Linked DNA regions of Mus musculus: all the other regions are linked to region 1. Evidence: chromatin contacts called from public HiChIP or PLAC-seq, capture Hi-C and promoter capture Hi-C data. All regions are on one chromosome and are shown on one strand. The core of a region is the stretch at or near the end of the contact, and the rest is flanking DNA. Distances in the headings are between cores, read along the strand shown. Region 1 holds the start of Parvb (parvin, beta). Region 2 holds the start of Mpped1 (metallophosphoesterase domain containing 1). Region 3 holds the start of Prr5 (proline rich 5 (renal)). Region 4 has its middle 27 kb from the start of Prr5. Region 5 has its middle 24 kb from the start of Gm34201. Region 6 has its middle 7.9 kb from the start of Gm34027.

Evidence for each region. HiChIP or PLAC-seq counts read pairs in DNA pulled down with a chosen protein or histone mark. Capture Hi-C pulls out chosen DNA fragments and counts their contacts.
Region 2: a capture Hi-C map of embryonic stem cells shows a contact between it and region 1, with 2.4 times the contacts expected there. The contact joins the promoter of Mpped1 here to the promoter of Parvb in region 1. A contact is called at or near these places in 4 of 39 promoter capture datasets (cranial neural crest, frontonasal cranial neural crest, liver and 1 more), 1 of 484 Hi-C or Micro-C datasets (embryonic stem cells), 1 of 115 datasets of contacts at active chromatin or transcription factors (embryonic stem cells) and 1 of 9 other capture datasets (embryonic stem cells).
Region 3: a contact with region 1 is called in a promoter capture Hi-C map of adipose tissue, with 5 times the contacts expected there. The contact joins the promoter of Prr5 here to the promoter of Parvb in region 1. A contact is called at or near these places in 11 of 39 promoter capture datasets (the 3T3-L1 cell line, the C10 cell line, cranial neural crest and 7 more), 1 of 15 datasets of contacts at CTCF or cohesin (large pre-B cells), 13 of 115 datasets of contacts at active chromatin or transcription factors (embryonic basal ganglia, embryonic forebrain, embryonic hindbrain and 8 more) and 2 of 9 other capture datasets (adipose tissue and embryonic stem cells).
Region 4: an H3K4me3 HiChIP or PLAC-seq map of embryonic basal ganglia shows a contact between it and region 1, with 5 times the contacts expected there. The contact joins the enhancer-like site here to the promoter of Parvb in region 1. A contact is called at or near these places in 17 of 39 promoter capture datasets (the 3T3-L1 cell line, the C10 cell line, the HPC-7 cell line and 11 more), 1 of 15 datasets of contacts at CTCF or cohesin (the NIH/3T3 cell line), 20 of 115 datasets of contacts at active chromatin or transcription factors (the NIH/3T3 cell line, craniofacial prominence, embryonic basal ganglia and 13 more) and 2 of 9 other capture datasets (adipose tissue and embryonic stem cells).
Region 5: a contact with region 1 is called in an H3K4me3 HiChIP or PLAC-seq map of embryonic basal ganglia, with 8 times the contacts expected there. The contact joins the enhancer-like site here to the promoter of Parvb in region 1. A contact is called at or near these places in 21 of 39 promoter capture datasets (the 3T3-L1 cell line, 3T3-L1-derived adipocytes, the C10 cell line and 14 more), 1 of 15 datasets of contacts at CTCF or cohesin (the NIH/3T3 cell line), 5 of 484 Hi-C or Micro-C datasets (the AML12 cell line, LSK cells, bone marrow-derived macrophages and 2 more), 22 of 115 datasets of contacts at active chromatin or transcription factors (SST interneurons, VIP interneurons, a beta-TC-6 cell line and 17 more) and 4 of 9 other capture datasets (adipose tissue, liver, macrophages and 1 more).
Region 6: a contact with region 1 is called in an H3K4me3 HiChIP or PLAC-seq map of forebrain, with 5 times the contacts expected there. The contact joins the enhancer-like site here to the promoter of Parvb in region 1. A contact is called at or near these places in 10 of 39 promoter capture datasets (the 3T3-L1 cell line, 3T3-L1-derived adipocytes, the C10 cell line and 5 more), 1 of 15 datasets of contacts at CTCF or cohesin (large pre-B cells), 1 of 484 Hi-C or Micro-C datasets (bone marrow-derived macrophages), 6 of 115 datasets of contacts at active chromatin or transcription factors (differentiating embryonic stem cells, embryonic basal ganglia, embryonic stem cells and 3 more) and 4 of 9 other capture datasets (adipose tissue, embryonic stem cells, liver and 1 more).

The regions. Positions count from the first base shown.
Region 1 is chr15:84,230,547-84,233,599 of GRCm38.p6, reverse strand. It overlaps Parvb (parvin, beta), which reads right to left and starts at 1,557. Exons shown (of 13, transcript NM_133167.3): 1 at 1,414-1,557. The coding sequence starts at 1,528.
Region 2 is chr15:83,778,631-83,781,683 of GRCm38.p6, reverse strand. Mpped1 (metallophosphoesterase domain containing 1) reads right to left here and starts at 1,661. Exons shown (of 7, transcript NM_172610.3): 1 at 1,577-1,661.
Region 3 is chr15:84,679,407-84,682,459 of GRCm38.p6, reverse strand. Prr5 (proline rich 5 (renal)) reads right to left here and starts at 1,462. Exons shown (of 8, transcript NM_146061.4): 1 at 1,141-1,462. The coding sequence starts at 1,277.
Region 4 is chr15:84,652,739-84,655,791 of GRCm38.p6, reverse strand. No RefSeq gene overlaps it. Among named protein-coding and RNA genes, the nearest start is that of Prr5, 27 kb to the left of the region's middle. Within about 2 kb of position 1,406, at least 223 of the 459 cell types and tissues checked have an H3K27ac peak or open chromatin away from gene starts, as enhancers often do. A contact at or near this core is called in the HPC-7 cell line, the NIH/3T3 cell line, craniofacial prominence and 8 more, where this site is marked.
Region 5 is chr15:84,602,348-84,605,400 of GRCm38.p6, reverse strand. No RefSeq gene overlaps it. Among named protein-coding and RNA genes, the nearest start is that of Gm34201, 24 kb to the left of the region's middle. Within about 2 kb of position 1,645, at least 12 of the 459 cell types and tissues checked have an H3K27ac peak or open chromatin away from gene starts, as enhancers often do.
Region 6 is chr15:84,530,358-84,533,410 of GRCm38.p6, reverse strand. No RefSeq gene overlaps it. Among named protein-coding and RNA genes, the nearest start is that of Gm34027, 7.9 kb to the left of the region's middle. Within about 2 kb of position 1,645, at least 18 of the 459 cell types and tissues checked have an H3K27ac peak or open chromatin away from gene starts, as enhancers often do. A contact at or near this core is called in forebrain, where this site is marked.

The DNA of each region.
Region 1 (3,053 bases), core at 308-2,807:
TCCAGGACAGCCAGGGCTACACAGAGAAACCCTGTCTCAAAAAAACTAAAAATAAAAACAAAGAAACAAAAACAAAATTTAACAAAACAAAACAGGTGATGGAAAGAACTCAGGTCTGCCACTGTCCTAACTCCTGAAAAGAAAATAGATTTCTAGGCAGGATGGCAACGTCGGCACTGAGAAACCAAAGACAACAGTGGGTGACCAAGGGAGACAAGGACTTCGGTCTCATTTAGGATACTGATGGAGATGCAGGCCAACCTGAAGGGTCTGGAATGGAAGACTTGAGAGGGGAAGAGCCCATTTGATTAGCAATAAACCCTAGGAAGAAGACCAGGCCTGCCTGCCCCCTGGACAATCTAGGTTGGTAAAGGGCATTCTGGGGTTGAAGGCCTGGGAAGGCAAGTCTGGGCAGAATGTGGGACCCACAGTGTCTTCACCGGTTCTATCAAAGAAGTTCAGCATTTCCCCACATGCCCTGCCTTTCAAGACACCTTGAAAGGCCAGAATGAGTCTGCCCATAATTTAGGACCTGGAGGTCCCTTTATGAGTAAATACCTCACGCCGGTCCTTTGGGCCCACAGGGTGATTATCAGTCACCTCTTAGGCAGGGCTTGCCCTGGAGGCCCAGGCTTTCTGGGAGTCAGTGTGGCTCCAGTGGCTGGAGGAGACCCTCAGCACACCCTAACTTGGGGGTCCCCAGGAAGTGTTGTCTCTGAAGCTTCTTTCTACCTGTCCTTTCTCAGAAAGCCCCTCCCATTCCTCGTGAGCTGCCGGAATCTCAGCCCAAGGGCAAGAGCCTCCAGGACAAAACAATAGAAAATTCAGGAATGTTTCTGCGAGGGGAGGGGAGGGAACTGCGGTACCTTAGGGCTCTGGCCAGAGGCGGAGAAGTTACATCCCTTGCAGTTTTGTTTTTTAAAAGTTTTGAAAGTAAAAAGTCGTTTTAAAATTACTTTCCTGCGCAGGGGGCATGACCTCCCCCCCCGCCCCTCCCCCCCGCCCCCTGCCCTTGCACTGGTTCCAGGCTTCCCCAGGCTCCTGGCCTGTGTGTCCTGTGCCCTTTCATTGACTCCCAGCTTAGGGACGGAGCCATGCTTGCAGGCATCACGCAAACAGTAGCCGGTCCTCTCTACCAGCATGTGTCCAATCACTGTGACGAGAGTGTCACACGACAAGGATGAGCACAGGAACAGTAGCTTGCTAGGCCTGTGTCCAGAGCAGAACGCACGTCCTATGCACTGGGCCAGCACTGCAAATGTCTTACGGACAGGGACCGGCCTGTCCCAAAGGTCGCGTAGCCTGAGCGCGACAGGAGGGCTCATTGGCGCCGCCGAGGCGGGCAGGGAGCGGACACACGGGGGACACCGCTGGCACCCGGCTGGCGCCAAAGGGACGCAGGGGCACACTCACCCTCCCTGGTCTTCTTCTTCCTTGCCAGTGTGCCGCCCAACTTGCCCAAGAAAGACTCGTCCTTCTTCATCTTGGGGGCCCGCGGGGTGGGCGACCGTGGTGGCGCGGAGGACATAAGCGAGTGCGCGCCACCCACCGCCGGCCGGGGAGTGGCCAGGAGGGCGCGGCCCCGGCTTCCCCGCCCCTGCCTACTGACCCCGAGGTCCCGGTGCTGCAGCTGAGCTCCCCCGCCCGCAATACAGCAGGACCCTGCGCGTAGTGCCAGGCACGACCGGCCCCCTTTTGTGCAGCCTCACCGTGCTGGAAGCCCAGAATCAATTAGTCCCACAAACATGTACGGTCAGATGTTGAGTCTCTGCCAGAATCCTGGCGCAGGACTAGGGCATCCCTTGAGTCGATGCTTTGGGTGTAGTGGGTGCCTTTGTGGGACAGTAGCCTCATACACAGTGACCCTTCCCCCAAGGCAAGCCCAGCCAAAGAGTTCCATGGGAGCCACGGGCTGGAAGAATCCGGGCAGCATGGGCACCCGGAGGAAGAGCGCAGGCCCCAGGGAAGGATGCTAGGCTAACAGCCATGACCAGGTTTGTGTTGCACAAAATTGATTGTTGCTGATTTGGGAACAGTAGATGATGAACAAGGATGGGACCAGGCAGGGAGGTTTACTAGGAGCGAAATGAACGTGTTTCTAGAGACGCTGCGGGGTAGAGGCAGCATGAGAACTGAGGCGTAGGCAGAGGGAAAACCAAATGGCCTGTGGCTCCAGCAGAAGGGTGGTTGCGTGGCTCAGCAGAGATAGGAGCTATCAGGGCCGGGGCGCAGGCAGCACCTAATCTGCTGGGAGGGGGGTGTGTGTGAGGGGGAGGTGTTTCTTCCTTCTCCCTTTGTACTGGCTCAGAGCCTCGCTCCTTCTGGCGAGCGGTTTCAGTTCAGTGCAGGAAATATTGACGCTGGCAGAAGGGGTGTAGCCAAGCTGGCTGTTCAGCTAGGATGTGCCTGGGCTCTCCTTGGGATTTGTCATGGAGAATGGGGTGCCCAGTATCTAAAGAGTTACAAGCCAAGGGTGGGATGGGCACAGTGGGGATCCCCTTAGGAGGAGAAGGATCAGAGAGGGCCAGGATTTGGGAAGAAATAGGGAAGAGAGAGTTGCTAGGGAAGGATGGTTTCCAAAGACCAAGATAAAAGTGTTGCCTCCCTCCACTATGATAGGAAGAAAACTCACAGACCTGGGCCAGGCATCTCTCACCCTGGCCCAGTTCCTGGCTGCTCTTATCTCTACTAAAGCACACCCCTCTTTGGCAGCACGGGACATTTACTTGGCTTTCCCAGGCTGACTTCCCTCTCATAACTGTCAGGGAGCCTGAGACCCCAGGATCCCGGAAATCTCAGAAATACAAACTCCCTGCATCCCACGTGACAGTGGTTAATCTGATTGTCAACCGGAGGAGAACTCCGATCACCTTGGAAACAAAGCTCTGGATGTACCCAGAGGATTATCTATCTCCTTTGGGTTAAGGAGGGACAGACAACACCAGGTCTCAATCGTGGGCAGCACCCCACCCCCACCCCCCACCCCCCACCCCCCACCCCCAGTCCCAGGAGCTGGGCTCCAAACTGAATAAAAAGGTGTGAGGACTATTCCT
Region 2 (3,053 bases), core at 412-2,911, 450 kb after region 1:
CAAGACTAAAACGTCGTCTTTTGAGCGGCCGTGAGCCAATTAACACTGTTCCAACTCTCAGAGAAATTGGAAGAGACACAACCATTTCACTGAAATCCATCTTGAGCAAAAGGGGATTTTATAAGTGTTGAGGGGCTGCCACTCGGAAAGCCAATTTGCAGGGAGACGGGTGGTGCGCAGATTAGTATGCATGCTCCCACAGAGCAGTCCCCTGCAGACTGCGCCTCGACTCATTCCAGACGCCTCCCTGTGACCACCAGCTCCAAAGCCTGGTGTTCTCCTCTGCCTGGGTACCCTACCCAGATGGTCTCCTAATGCCTTGGCTTCTAGCTGAGATGGAGCAGTCACCCCAAAGCCTGTCCAGACTCCCCCCAAGGCATTTTTAGTCATGTGCCAAATACTACTGAAGTTGTTTTAATTTTCCTTTGGCCAAGGCTAGTTGGGGTGTTAATATGGTTAGTGACTGATCCCCACCCCCAACACCCCCCTAATGTAGCTGATCCCTGCTAGCAAGTCTGCCACAACCATTCATAAACCGGCAAGGAGCCCAACCATTCAATGGTGCCTCACTTTTGTTCGCCGGGTTTAATTTTATAATTGTTAACAGTTCGTTCTCCTCCCAGCCATTCAGGGGAAGAAGTGGGGGGGGGGAGGGCTGCAATTCTGAAAGGATGCTGAAGGAGAGGGGACAGTCCAGTAGTGAGGAGGAGACAATCCTGCCAGACTAGCTGGACATCCAGGTCCAATGTGCTCTGTGTCCTGACCTCAATGAACCACTGAGCCTGGGCCCAGAGGGTCAAGAGAGGATGGAGTCTCCAACCCCTAAGACTGGCCTCCTAGTCTCTTTCACATAACATCACTCCTCTGCCCCTGCCTAAACCCAGGAAGGCTGTGTTTGAATTCTCTCTCCCGTAGCATGTCCCAAAATAAACACACAGAGGCACCTTTCGGCTTGGGCACTCCATGAAATACTGTCCTGAAGGACTGGGTGCTGTCTGATTAGTCACTGAAGCCTCTGAGGGGGCACAGCAGAGAGCAGTAAGTGTGTTGAATGAGTGAAGGAAGGATGATGGATTGATAGATGGGTGGATGAATGGACGACACATGGGTGTTAGTGAAGTTCCCGGCAATACCCAGCAAAAGTAGCCACTTGACCAGCATCCGTCCCCTTCTCACCCCTCACCTCCAAGTGTCAGCAGAGGCTGGCAGCACACAGTAGGCTCTCCACAACAGGAGGTGGCTATTGTTACCACCCCCATCATCACTTGCACCCCACCAGCCCTCTCCTCCCACCGGCTACTCCAACAGCAGTCAGCGGCAGTCGACCAGCCTGGGAAAAGTTTCGCTGACCGCGCGGCCCCGGCCGAGCCCCCTCCCGCCAGCCCCGGCCCCGCTGGCTGCGCAGCGGCGGTAGCCGACCCGGGGCCGCGCGCCCGGGGCAAGGCAGAGGCGGCCAAAGTAACTTTACGGGCGCCGCGGGGCCCCCCGGGTGCGGGGACAGGGTCCCAGCCGCGCCCCCTCCGGCCCGCCGCCCGCGCCCAGCCCCGCTCGCACTCCCGGCCCGGCCGGGTCCTACCTGGCCCCGGGCTCCTCTTCGGCGGCCGCGAGCAGCAGCGCGCGCGGAGGGCGGCGGGGGCCCGGCTCCCGCGAGGGCGGCGCGCAGGGGCGGGGGCCTCTGCGCCGCGCGGCCGAGGCTGCGAGTGGGAGCCAGACTCCTCCTTCGCGGGGCGGGGGGCTCCCCGCGCCCCCTCCCCCTCCCCCGCCCGGCTCCGCGCCGCCCCGGCCCCGCGCGCCGCCGCGCCGCTCCGCCCGCGCGCCCGGGCCCCGCAGGAGCGCGATCGCGGCCTCGGGCCCCGGCCCCGCGCGCCCTCCCGCCCGGGTCCCGGCCGCCCCGGCCGCGCCTGGGGCCTCGGCGCCCTCCCGGGCCGGGAGCCCGCATCCCGCCGCTCAGGGGCCGCCCCGCGCCCTCTCCACGCAGCCCCTAGCCCCGGCCGCCGAGCGCCTGGAGAGGGGAGCGGGGCGGGGCGCCCTCACCTCCGGAGCCGCGCGCCGCGCTAGGCACCGCGTGCAGGGGCATGCGTGGCTCCTTCTCGGTGCCCGGGCACCCGCTCCGCGGTTAGGACCCCAACCTGGGGCCACCGGGGTCTCTGTCCATAGAGAGATGCGGACACCTCCCCCTCCCTCAACTGGATCAGGCCAGGGTCCTCTTGTTGAGCCCCTTCTGACTCCCGGTCTCCCAGCCTGGTCTCCTGGGTGGCCCACAGTGGCCTCACCTAGAAACCCAGTACGGGCAGGTAAGCCAGTCTGGAAGGCAGAGGACCTAGTGCTAGGTTTCCAGGAGGCCCTGTCCCGGGAGGCAGAGAGAATGAGACATAGAGGTCTCTCCAGTGCAAAGTTTGAGAGGCCAAAGACCCCCGACCCCTGACCAGGATAAAAAGGAGTCCACAGGGCCTAGCTCTGTCCTGGGCCTCTCCCCACAATGGAACTTAGGAGGGAAGTCCACCCAACATCCCTTAACCAGTATTTGTGGGTTCTACTTGCTTATCACAGAGCCTACCATCTCTCTCAGATGATTAGGGTCAGACCCGCAAGGGCACCTCAGTTGGCACTTGGGGCTTGGGTTGCTCTGAAGGAGAACCCAGTCTTGTGAGAGAGGCAGAGGGAGATATGGCACGTGTGGGAAGAGGGGACAGCCACCTGGGGTGGCTTCCTGAAAGTGGAGATGCTACATGGGGTAAGATCATGCCCAGGCTGGGGAAAAAAACCCTTCTAGATAGAGGCTGGTACAGGCCAGGGTCCTGGGCAGGGTGGGATGCTGAGGCTCTGTGGAGCTAGAAGAAAAAGAAATGGAGGTAAGGTTCTTGGGCGCTTGGCTAAGCCCATGGAGTTTGCTAGGGTGTTAGGGAGCCGTTGAAGGTTATGGCCAGGCCTTGCTATGACCAAGCTTGTGCTTTGAGAGAACTCATTCCAGCATCCCAGACAGGGAGTAGGTCTGGTTAGGAAGAGGCTAAGGAGGAGAAACTGATGGTGCAGAGCTCTCTCCCAGTGGGACC
Region 3 (3,053 bases), core at 213-2,712, 450 kb before region 1:
ACTACTCTCTGAATGTTCCTAGACTTGAGTTCTGAGTTACAGGGTAGACCTACTGTGTGCCAGAACTCATGCTCACAGCCTGATTACACATCTTCACATTTACTCCAACAACAGTCACTCACCCATATTATTAATAAAGAAACTGAGGACCAGAAGTGGAAAACCAACTGCCTAGGGCCACACAACAGAGGAGTGGAGTTGAAATCTGAGCCAAAAGTCAGCATGGCTCCACTAAACCCTGGCCAGAGACAAGGAAGGGGACGAAGAGAGTGGTTGAGCAGTTCTGGGGAAAAGGAGTCTTCCTTCTCTCACAGTTCTGCTCCCAGCCCAATGAGGAGACCGGTGTAGGCCCAGCAGAGAGGGAAACTAAGGTAGGTAGTCTCAGCTCTCAGGCAGGCTGCAGCTTAGTGGAGGAACTTAGGGTCCCTGCTGGCAGCCGGGTGCCCCCCCCCCCCGATTGCTCTCAGACTAGATGAACAGAAGACATGTGTCCAAGTGACAGCCGTGTCCCTAGTGGCAGACCACAGAGGGTGAAGAACCTGGCAGGATTTCTCTGCCAGGTGGAGGGGTGGAGTGGAGAGCCAGCATCCACAAACCTCCCTCAATCCGTGTTTTACTTTGGATGGAAATACTTTTTTTTTTTTTTAATTTTTCCTTAAGGGCCAAGAGGAGACCCACCGGGGAACTATGGCTAAAAGAACTATCTGTGACTGGTTGAGAACACAGCTGGGGGAGGGGCTTCCCACGCCCGGCTGGTCCTGGATGGGCCTCCGGAAGGGTCCGGTAAGGAATGTCTGGCAGCTGGCGCACCCCCGCGGACAGCTGGGAGGCCCGGGGTCCAACTCAGGGAAAGCCACCGCCCACCCCGCGCCGAGGGCCCGACACGCATACAGGAAGTGCAGCGGCGCCCCGCCGGGGGCCCGCGAGGTTCAAGTGCGCCCCTGCGAAGTGGGGGCTCAGAGGCCTCCTGCTCCCCGGCCGCCCACCCACCCACCCACCCCCGGGGAGCGATCGTGGGCTCTAGCCGCTGACACGTTGCACTCACTTCCCTCCCCGCGCACGGCCCGGCGGCGGGGCGAGCTGCGCGCAAAGTGGCGCGGTGCGGTCTCCGGCCACGCCGCTCCGGGCTGCGCGCCTTACCTGTTCCAGGTGGCGTTGGCGCAGGCCCGGCGCTGCTGCGTGCCCCGCTCGTCCGTACCCGCCGCGCCCGGCTCCCTCTTGCCCAGGTCACTGAGGCTGGGCGAACTCATGAACTTCAACCTGCGGAGAGTCCTCATGCTCACCCCGGCCCACACGCGCCCCCGCGTCCCCTACGACGATAGTCGGCGGCTAGCAGCAAGCCCGGCGACCCCGTGGGGTCCCGCCCGGGTCCTGCGCCCCCGCCCGGGGCAGCACTCCCAGCGCGGGGCCCTGTGAACCATGGCTCGCGGCGGCTCAGCGTGGAGCGCTCGGAGCGCAAAAGCAGGCCGGGGGCGGGGCCTCCAGCCTGGGCGGGGCCATAGTGGGCGTGGTCTCCTGTTGGGAGGGCGGGGCCGGCGTCTTGGAGCCCTCTGCGGCCAAAGGGCCAGCTCAAGGGGCTGGCTCCTTTGCTCTCAGCCACCTCCCTTCTTCCCTTCGGAAGCCACCACACAGGAGCCACAGAGCAGTTCAATCCCAACTGTCCACCCGGCACCCAACCAACCCTGTGGTCACACACACACCATGCACAGGGACTCATAGGCTCCCATTAACGTCTCTTGAACTCACTCCCTCTCCAGACACCCATCCCAGGAGGAAAGGCTGTGCCCACAGAGATCTATCCAGACCCCTTCACGTGGACACAGGCTCCGCCCACTGCGGATCAAAGCTTTCTGCCGGGTGCCTCAGCCATCAGCCCCACCCCACCTGAGTTTAGCATGACCAGGCTGTCCTAGAGCCTTTTCTCGGGGGAGGGGCCAGGGACTAGGGTCCTCTCAGGCCGGTACCTTGGATGATTGACTGGCCAGAGGGGTTGTTGCACCGAGAGTTGAAGGAATGGAGGACAGTGGCACCCCCTGAATCCCAGATCCCCTTGTATGGTAGAAGTCAGAGTGTCTCCTCAATCCTGGTGACTTAGGCACAAGGCAAAATGATCCTAGGACAGGACAGCCCTGGGGCATTGAGGCAAATTTGAATTCTACCTGCTGGGAATGTTGTGGGGGCACCCAGGGCAAAATAATCTCTCCCGGGTTCTGCCACCAGAACATGGCAGGCTGGACCAAGGCTCACGAACACACAGTGCCCCTGACACCCCAGCTCCTGACACACAGCCTCCTTCAAGCAAGATCTGGGAGTCCCACTCGTTTTGCCTGCCACTTCCAAGCACAGCCCCAGGTGACTTGCAGGAGAGTAGAGTCATGGTTCAACTCCCACCATCAGCATTTCCTAACCAGCCACTGTGTACTGGACACCCCCACATGCCTGTCTTAGGAGGCAAGGATCAAACAGACAACTCCTTGTTCGCAAGAACTCTCACAGAGCCGAAGGCCACTCAACCTATTGTGAAATGGCAGCCAGGGCAGGGAAGGGCTGGGCTGCTCCTACCTCCTTCATTCAGTCAATGGCCCCAGTGAGGACCTGACTTGGGGGTCAACAGCAGATGAATTTTCCAGTCTCCAAACAACAGGCACCAGCTTTCTGAACCAAGTCAAGGAACCCAGGTCTGGGAGGATGCGGCATTCAGGTGGGGGTGTAGAAACTGCTCACTCAGGTGTACAGTGGTGGTCAGCATGGCTGGGGGGAGGGGAGGGGAGGGGAGCGGAGGGGAGGGGAGGGCTGTCATTGCTCCATAGCACTAGCCTTGTGGCTAGTCCTATGTCCCGGGTGGGTGCTCTCCATCCCTGGAGCAGCTGTAAGCTTTGGGTGAGTCACTTCTCAAAGGCTTCAGTTTCCTGTGTTTTGGAAAGTGAAGGCCACACATCCATGGTCTCTCTCTATCCTTCCAGACCCTGGGGTTTTACATCCTGTATCAAGTATGTCCAGTCTCTGCCTACAAACTCTATGTGCGTCAGGATAGGTATGAATGCCGGCCAACG
Region 4 (3,053 bases), core at 157-2,656, 420 kb before region 1:
CAGAGGCCCAGGACTTCTGAAGGCTTCCACATTGCCCCCCGCACCCCCACGTCTACCCTTGAGCTTGTGACAATCTGTCAGGATAAAAACTATTCCGAACAGACTCATGAGCCCCTCCCCTTGGCTGTCAGACTATGGAGATAATGCACCCCACGATTCTGGGATATTGATATTCCCAGGGGTTTCACACTGGGAAAAGAACAAAGCTGACTCCTAGAGCTGACCCAAGGAGGAGCTTGCATCCTAGGAAGAGATTCTGCACGGTCCTCATAGTTTATCAGACCACCTTGCAGAAGAGACTAGACGCAGACAATGATGGTAGGCGGGGCCCCGCTTGGACCAGGACTGCCTGGCTATGCACACTTCTTCCCCTTTATGTCAGCCTAAATATCTTGTTAGGACACAGAAGATGGCCTTGAGTAGGAAGCAGTCCCTGGGCCTCTGCGTTCACCTTCCCAACATGGCTATGTTGAATAAACTTCCTATTTTCTCCTCTCTGCGTGTTGCTTGTCTTTAATTGGCTTGTCGAGGACAGTTTGCTGAGCTTGGCTTGTTGGGGGGGCTGCCAGGGCCCAGACCTTAACTTGAGTAACAAGCCCACAGGGAAGCCTTGCAGCTGGGAAGCTGGGGTTGGAATGCAGAAGGACTCCCAGTTGCTCGGAAGAGCTTGAAGGGCAGGGCTGAAGAGCAGGGTGAGCGAGGCCTAAACGCTAATTCTGCCAGTTGCTATGATCAAGGTTGTGATGTTGGAAGCCCATGCGGTGGTTCTCAACCTTCCTAGCGCCGTGGCCTTTCTATTTCGTTCTTCACATTGTGGTCATCCCCAACCTTAAGATTGCTTTGTTGATGCTTAACTTAAATTTTCATAACTGTAATGTTGCTACTGCTATGAACCGTAATGGAATATATCTGCTATGCAGGATATCTGCAATGCGACTTCCCCTCCCCCCATAGCCTGGGAACTGCTACCATAGGGGTTGGGTTGCTTCTGTCCGCTAGGGAGAGCTGAGGGAAAGTCTCCCTCAACAGCAGGCTCACAGATTTACAGTTCCTGGGAAAGTGTCATCCTGCAGTCCTCAGCTGCCCTGCCAGTGAGTGTCCACCCTGGGTCCCCACAGAAGAGCCTGAGAGGATGAGGAGATCAGGACCCTGGTTCCAGGATGGGCACCTTTCCTTCATCCCCATGGGAACAGCTCTGGCCGGCAACTCTTCCTCCCCCACCCCAAGACATAGAACTTGATGATAAAGAGTCTAAGCTCCCTCCTCCATGCACACTCAGAAAGCCCGGCAGGCAGCTGCCCCATCCCCCGCCCCGCCCCGCCTCCCCCCACTCATCCACATCCTGTGTCCCAGGGTGGGATTAGTGACGAAGGCTGTGGTCTGGCATCCTGCCAGCAATCTGTCCTTCCGCGGCTGCTCTCAGGTTTCCATGTAGAGTCAGCACAGGCGCAGTTGGCCTGAGATGGCTGGCTTCTTGGAGAGCCTGCAGCCAGCCTGCCGTCAGCATCCCAGACCTTTCAACGGGTCCGTTCGGTGCTTTATCCACAGAGCCAGGGCTCTGTAGAACGCTTCTAGGTTTCCTACGCGAGCAACATACAGGCTGTTTAGCGCTTCCGGATCAAGGGGGGAATGGGGAGAGCCGAGATCCATGTCTTATGCCGGGCTGCTGGAGAAAGCTTCCGATTTACTGTGACGTTAGTCTATACGTTCTTGGAATTTCTTTACCGGTTGGTGGGGTATCCCTTTTTTTTTTTTAATTTGTTTGAGGATTATTCGTTTTTGCATCTATTGAAGACATTTGTCCTTAAAATTTTTTTTTTTTTTTTTAATTCTGGGGCTGGGGCTGTAGCTCCGTTGGTAGAATACTCGTCTAGCACACACAAAGCCCCAAGTTCCACCCACAGCATGGCATAAAACCAGGTAGGGTCCCAGCACCGACCAGGAGTTCAAAGTCCTTCTTGGTTATAGAGCAGAGTCAAAGCTATCTTGGGTTGCTTGAGATCCTCACAAAGTTATAGATTCTGTGTGATGGCTTAGATGGTTATATATCCATAACCCTAGAATTCTTTCTTTCCTTTTTCAAGACAGGGGTTTTCTATGTAGCCCTGACTGTCCTGGAACTCACTCTGTAGACCAGGCTAGCCTTGAACTCTATCTGCCTGTCCAGGACAGCCAAGGTTACAAGAGAAACCCTGTCTTGGAAAAACCAGAGGGCGGGGGTACTCTATTTTGATTTCTTGGGATAGGGTCACATGTAGTTCAGGTTGACTTTGATTTCCAGATAGCACCCCCACACCCCGCCTCTTCTTTATCTATTTTATTGCAGAGCCTATAATGCCTACTTGATGGTCAGGGTTTAGCTGAGCCAAGTTGAGCCAGATAAAGACTTTCATTAGCCTGGGCTCTCCTCTGAGCGGAGCCTCATGTCCTCAGTCAGCCCTCCCCAGCCCTGGCACAGAAGGGCTGAGCTGGCTGTGTGGCTGAGGAGGTCGCTACACTGGATTCTTCACCTTTCGACTGAGCGGATTCCTGGAATCTAAGAGCATGAAAACTCATAACCCTGCGGGACTCCCAGCTCTGTTTCTGAATTCTAGGCCCCATCTTACCCTCTGCCACTGCACTGCTTAAAACCCGGGGATGGGGAAGGAGATGCCCCACAAGGGAACCCCCAGACCTCCGTCTACCTGACAGCCTGTGTGTCTTCACACCCGGTTAGCTCTTCATCCAAAGCCTTCGTTTTGTCTCCTACATGGGATGAGCCTTGCTCAGATCTGGAGTTTCTGGGCTTTGCTTGATTTTCTTTGGACCTCCATCCTTGTACCCTTTCTTACACTGGCCTTTCTTAGTGGCCCCAGAGAAATGTGGCATTTAAAGTTTGTTTGTTTGTTTGTTTGTTTTTTGAGACAGGATTTTACTAGGGTAAGCTTGACTGACCTAGAACTCATTAGATAGATCAGGCTGGCCACAAACACATAGGGATCTGTCTGTTTCTTTTCTTTTTTTTTAGATTTATTTTATTTATATGAGCACTTTGTAGCTGTCTCTAGACACAC
Region 5 (3,053 bases), core at 396-2,895, 370 kb before region 1:
GAACCCGGGATCAGCAGCCCAGGAATGGCACCACCCACCATGGGCTGGGTCCTTCCACATCAATCATTTATAAAGAAAACATTCTACAGAATTGCCTTCAGGCTAATCTGATGGAGGCATTTTCTTAGTTAAGGTTCCCTCTTTCTAGACATGTCCAGGTTCGTGTCAAGGTGACGAAAACCAACCAGCACAGTGTATCTGCTAAGTCTGCCAGCTCTGTCCTCTGGTATGGGAGCTACACAACAGAGCACGTGCAAAAATGGTTGTGTAGAGAAACCTATCCTGAGAGCAGAAAAAACTTCTGAGAATGGGTGGAACTTGAAGGCTGCTTTGGTTCTTGTACTGGCTGGTTTTGTGTCAACTTGACACAAGCTAGAATCATCAGGGAGGAAGGAACTTTAGTTGAGGAAATGCCCCCATGAGATCCAGCTGTGAGGCATTTTCTCAATTAGTGTGATCAAAGGGGGAGGGCCCAACCCATGATGGGTGGGGCTATCCTTGGGCTGGTGGTCCTGGATTCTATGGGAAAGCAGGCTGAGCAAGCCATTAAGCAACACTGCTTACGGGCCTCTGCATCCGCTTCTGCCTCCAGGATCCTGCCCTGTTTGAATTCCTGCCCTGACTTCCTTCAGTGATGAACAGCAATATAGAAGTGTAAGCCGAATAAACCCTTTCCTCCCCAACTTCCTTTTTGGTCATGGTGTTTTGTGACAGCAATAGAAACCCTGACTGAGACAGTTCATTTGGAGACTACACTTCTCCCTAGAACTTACCATCCTCCTTCTCCCATGACCTGCTCGCTGGGCATCCTCAGGGCCTGCCCATTGAAAGTGCCAGCTCTGAGTTTTGCTGTGGGGTGGCTGGTGCTGGTGGGCCAAGCAGCTCGGTAGGTGGAGTGGGGTGAGAAGTGGTCTTGAGAACTGAGAGTGTGGAGCTGGAGGCCACTGGCTGCAGGAGGCACAGAATGGACCTCGTGGTGCTGGGCCTGGGCTGAAGGCTGTGAGTTTCTCAGCAAGCTGTGGGATTTGGGGAGTAGGCAACCTCACTTGGCAAAGGCAGGGAAGAGCTATTGGTTACAGCAGGGAGAGAACCAAGCACGTGCCTAGGAGCACCCTCACTGGTGAGCCTTTGGATACAGTCTCCCCAGGCTACAGAGCAAGCAGATCCCCAGATCCAGGCTCCTAAGGGGCTTAACGAAACCGTATTCCCACGACTCTGCCTGCTACAAAATCCAAGCACATGGTGCCACAGGTAGTCTCTGAAGGCTCCAGGAACCTGCAGTTCCTCCTGGCCCTGGGCCACTCCAAACCATTGCTGATGCCACACATTGTCTCAGTATCCTCTCTTCCTCACACGAGGACCCCACTCGTCTACTCACAGCCACCAAACACTGCCTGGTCTTCTTTGCTAAGACCTTGGTTCCAAACGGAGTCAGGAGACTGAAGCTTGGAGTATCTGTGAGTTTTGGTGTATGCCATTCAGCTTGCTACTGGGACAGGGCATCAGGTCACACATGAACCCCACAGTCTGCTGAGCACCCCTTGCAAATCACAGGAGCCGGTCTCTGACTCCTAGGCTGTTGGCCACCAGGGCTCAGTTCCTGCCAGGAGTTGGCTGAGCGCTGACGTAGGTACTGACCACAGCAGCTCTAATGTTCCCCGTAATTGCATTCCCAGGCCCAGGAAACTCTCGCTTGCCTCCCTGAGACATGCAGAGAAGGCCAGTAATTAGATATCTGCCTTCCCAAATCACTCCTTTTTTCAGAGTTAGAAGTAATTTTCTGTCTGGGAATAATTAACTTTGAGGACCTGGGCGAGGTCTGCGGGAGGAAGAAGGTGGCTGGAAGCCTCTCTGAAGAAAGCTGGGAGCTAAGCTTCAGGCCATGGGTGGCCTGTGTCAGAAGTGGGCCCCAGGTATCCAATTACCTAGTGGTCCTGCCTGTCATCTCCTAATGACTCCCACAGCTTCCTAGAACAGCTCTGTTTTTCAATGTCATCTCCCGGGATTGTACTTCAGGTGGCCTGGGACTTGGAGGGGAGTAGATTTAAGTCCAGATCTAGGGCCTTCAAGGCAGGGATCTAGTGGTGATGTCATGGGCAACTGTAGGGTATGTGTGAACCAGGACAATGGATGGTAGCTGTTCAGAAAAAGCCTTAAAATTGCTGGTCCTGATGACAGAGGTGGTGGGATCAGTCGGCGAGGACGAGGGGTACTGGCTGTCCTCACGGTCTCCCAGTGGATGCAGAAGCTACAGCCAGGCCTCATAGCCAGGAAGGGGCAGAGAAGCCAAGAAAGCTGCGATGATCCCCAGGGATGCCCAAGGCTGATTTCTGGGAAGGTTCTGCCCCTTTATTTCCTCATAGGCTGTGGCATCCCTGTTGATCTCAGGCAGTGGCCGAGACCCTCAGTCAGGGCCACTTTAGGCCCAGGGATAACAACTAGTACGTCCCTTTCCCCTCCTCCTGCAAACTTAGGCCCAAGCGATATGGGTACATACCCAGTGACCCACAGGGTAGAGCTGGATCCAAGATGGCACTCAGTTTACCTTCCACCTGGGACTGTAGGCTGGTTCTAGATCCTTCTGTCACTAAGTGACCTTCAGATAAGGAGCCTGTCTAAAGAGATGGCAAGGTGAATGATGTTTAGTTAGGTAAGGGTACCTGCTGGGTCCCTGTGGGTTTTGGGATAAGAGTGAGTTTCTCCTGTGGTACCACACACACAAGGCTTGAGTGTGTTCCTGGGTCCCCATCCTCAAGTGGCCATTGAGAGGCAGAGGCCAAGGTTCCAAGGATGGGTGTCTCAGGGCATCTTGAGTCTCAGGTGTGCCAACAGCAGCCCTGAGAGGGCTTCTAGACTGAGATGGGGTTCAGGCTCTGTGGAAGACCACGATCTTTGGTGACCCAGAGGTCCAGGAGGGTGGCAGCCAAGCAGAGGCCAAGTTGTGAGTCCCCATGAGGGTAGGGGACATATCAGCCAGTGGGTACAGAGCTCATGGCTATGTCTCCATCAGACCTGGGTGGTACCAGCCACCATCATGGCAGCTGATCAAACCA
Region 6 (3,053 bases), core at 396-2,895, 300 kb before region 1:
TCATGCCATCAGGGCTGGAGGGTAGAATCCACTCCCTGCCTTTTCTAGTCCCCGGTGCCTCCCAACATCCCTTAGCCTGTGGCCTGCCTCATCTTCAAGTGATTACCTCAAGCTTGCCCCCACCCCCATCACATCCTCCTCTTGTACTGCCAAATCCCCTTCTCTGCTTCAAGGACCTTTGTGATGACATCACTGGTCACCAGACAGCACAGGTCATCTCCTCACCTCCAGAGGCTCAGCTTCCTGCAAGGTCTTCTGTCCTGTAACACTAGAAGGTTCTTGGAATGAAGCCCTGGGTTTCCTCAAAGACTGTTGCTCAGCCTAGCACATCATCTCTCTGGCTTTGCAGGGTCTTCAGGGTTCACAGTGTTAGCTTTTCCCTTCCAGTTCAGTTTCTGCTCATGCTCTCTCTCTCTCTCTCTCTCTCTCTCTCTCTCTCTCTCTCTCTCTCTCTCCCTCCCTCCCTCCCTCCTTCCCTCCCTCCCTCCCTCCCTCCCTCTCCTTCTGTCTCTGCCTGTAACTCTGTCTGTCTCTGTCTCTCTTCTCCCTTCCTTCCTCCCTTCCTTCCCCACTCTGTCTCTTTCTCTCTCTCTCTCTGTCTGTCTCTGTCTCTTTCTCTGTCTGTCTCTCTCTCCATCACCAATATCCCCAGAGATTTCTCCACGCTCGGGTCACGCAAGCCAGAGCTCTTTGATGCAGAGTGTACATAAGTACGGAGAGGTGTCTTCATGAGGGAGCAGCCATCCATGCAACCAACACGGGCTACTCACAAAGATCTAGCCTGCCTGGGCATCTGGGGTTACAAAGTGACTTTCCAGCCCAGCCTCCTGGGCTAGGATGCTGTGATGCTAGGAAATTGTGATTCTCTTCTCTCCTGGTCAAGGGCTTGATTCTGCAGTGTTCTTGCATGAGTACCTGCCAGGTGCCAGGCAGGGTCTGGTTCCAAGCCTTACAGCTGTTAGGAAGCCTTGTCTCAAGCCCTGGACTCCATCTGGCTGTCACTGAGGTGTGCATGAGGCCAGCTCTCCTGCTGAGAGACTGGTCTCCAGGGAAACAGGCTCAAACAAGTCAACTCTCATCCGCCAGGACTTTTCAGAGAATTAATTTCTAATTTCATTAATTTCTCACATTCTCCTGCCCCCCTCCGTTTCATTAATTTATAAGCTCATCTTTATTATTTGATTTCCTCTGGTATTTTTGCTTCTTTTAGTTCTTTTAGGTGTGTGAACTGGATGCTTAGTTCATTAATTTTCAGCCTCCGTTATTTCTTAATATTCATGGCTCGGGTGTTCTCGGCGCTGCCTGCCTCCCACATGCTTGGAAGTTCTTGTTTCTATTTTCCACTCAAGACAAAATATCTTCTCATTTGCATGGCGTTCCGTTCTGTGACCTGTAGATTATTGAAATGAGCATTTTTAATTCATAGCTATCTTTTTCCTGATTCTTGAACCTAATTACCTTGCACTGGGTGCTTACACGTGACACCCTTTGAAGTTTATTAAGAGCTCTTTTATGGCCAAAATATGGCCAAATTTTGAAAAGGTTCCACGTGTGCCTGAGGATAATGAGCAGTCGGCTGCCATGTGTCGGTTTCTCACGCCCCAATTAGGCCCCGAGTGCTGATGATGCATCGTGAGTCTCCTGCGTCCACAGTTGTTTTCAGTCTGCTTCCTGTGGCCGTTATTGAAACCTGGCAGTGGGATTCGGGGCAGAGACAGGATCTTTTGGCATGGAAACAATAGAAACAAGGCAAAGCCAAATGTTGTGAACAACACTAGCAATGCTCTTTAATTAGGGCTTCAGCTTGCAAGCAGAAGGGAGCCAAAGCTGGCCAAGAAGGGGACCAAGCAGCTTACAATAAAAAAAAAAGAGGGGTGAAGGAGGGGCTAGCTCTTACTGATTTTCTAGGGTGGGCTACAATCTGGTAATTTTATGTCAGCTGTGGGAATTTTCCTAAGCTATTTACCCAGTTGAGAGTGCAAGCATCCAGCCAGGCAGTGGTGGCACACACCTTTAATTCTAGCACTTGGAAGGCAGAGACAGACGGATTTGTGAGTTCGAAGCCAGCCTGGTCTACAGAGTGAGTTCCAGGACAACCAAGGCTATACAGAGAAACCCTGTCTTGAAAAAAAAAAGTAAAGAAAAATAAAAAAAATAAAAATAAATAAAATAAATAAAGAGTGCAAGCATCCAATTTTGAGGTTTGCAGGCAAAGGGGCCAGTGACCTAGCCCAGGAACTTCTGAGTACCACCTGGGGTTGGTGCCATCATCCCAACCAAACTCCTGGGCGTAATGTGCTCTTTCTTCTGGGCCTTGCTGTGCTCCTTGGGGAGTGTAGGTGCTGAGCATGTCATGGGGAGAAAGCTGGCAAGCCATACTCCTCCATGGTCTCAGCTTCAGTTCCTGCCTCTGAGTTCCTGCCCTGACTTCCCTCAGTGATAGGCTGAAATAAACTGGAGTTGTTTTTGGTCAGTGTTTTATCACAGGGATTAAAAGCCAACTATGTCATGGTCCTGCCGTGTCCAGAAGACACTTAAGCCTGGTCCTCTGGCTCTTACAATAGTTCCACTTCTCCGTGATGTCCCTCTTTTTCTACAGGTGAAGGGTATTCAATCAAAAAGGCACACTTATGTTAACACACGTGTGGACAGATGTGTGGCTTACTTCTGCTTTTGTAAACTTTTGAGGATCATGCTGCTGTGAATATCTGTGTAGAGGCTGCCTGCAGATCTGGTTGTGAATTGTATACCGACGACATGTTTAACCCTTGGCAGGGCTGCACTGTTTCCCCAGGAAGTATCTTGGACCTTCTTCCAAGTAATACGTGGACATGACTTTTCTTCAACTCTTCCTGTTGCTTTCATGATGTTGCCCCCTCCCATGCTCATGTTGAGGAGACTTGATGCCAGGTAGAGCAGAGACAGGCCTGTGAGAGGCAATCACAATCACGGGGGCACCATCTTTGCCAATGTGATCAGCACGCACAGTAAAGGGCTTGACAACAGAAGGTAGAGCGCTCTTGATCTGTAGCCTTCCCACTGGGAGAGGACAT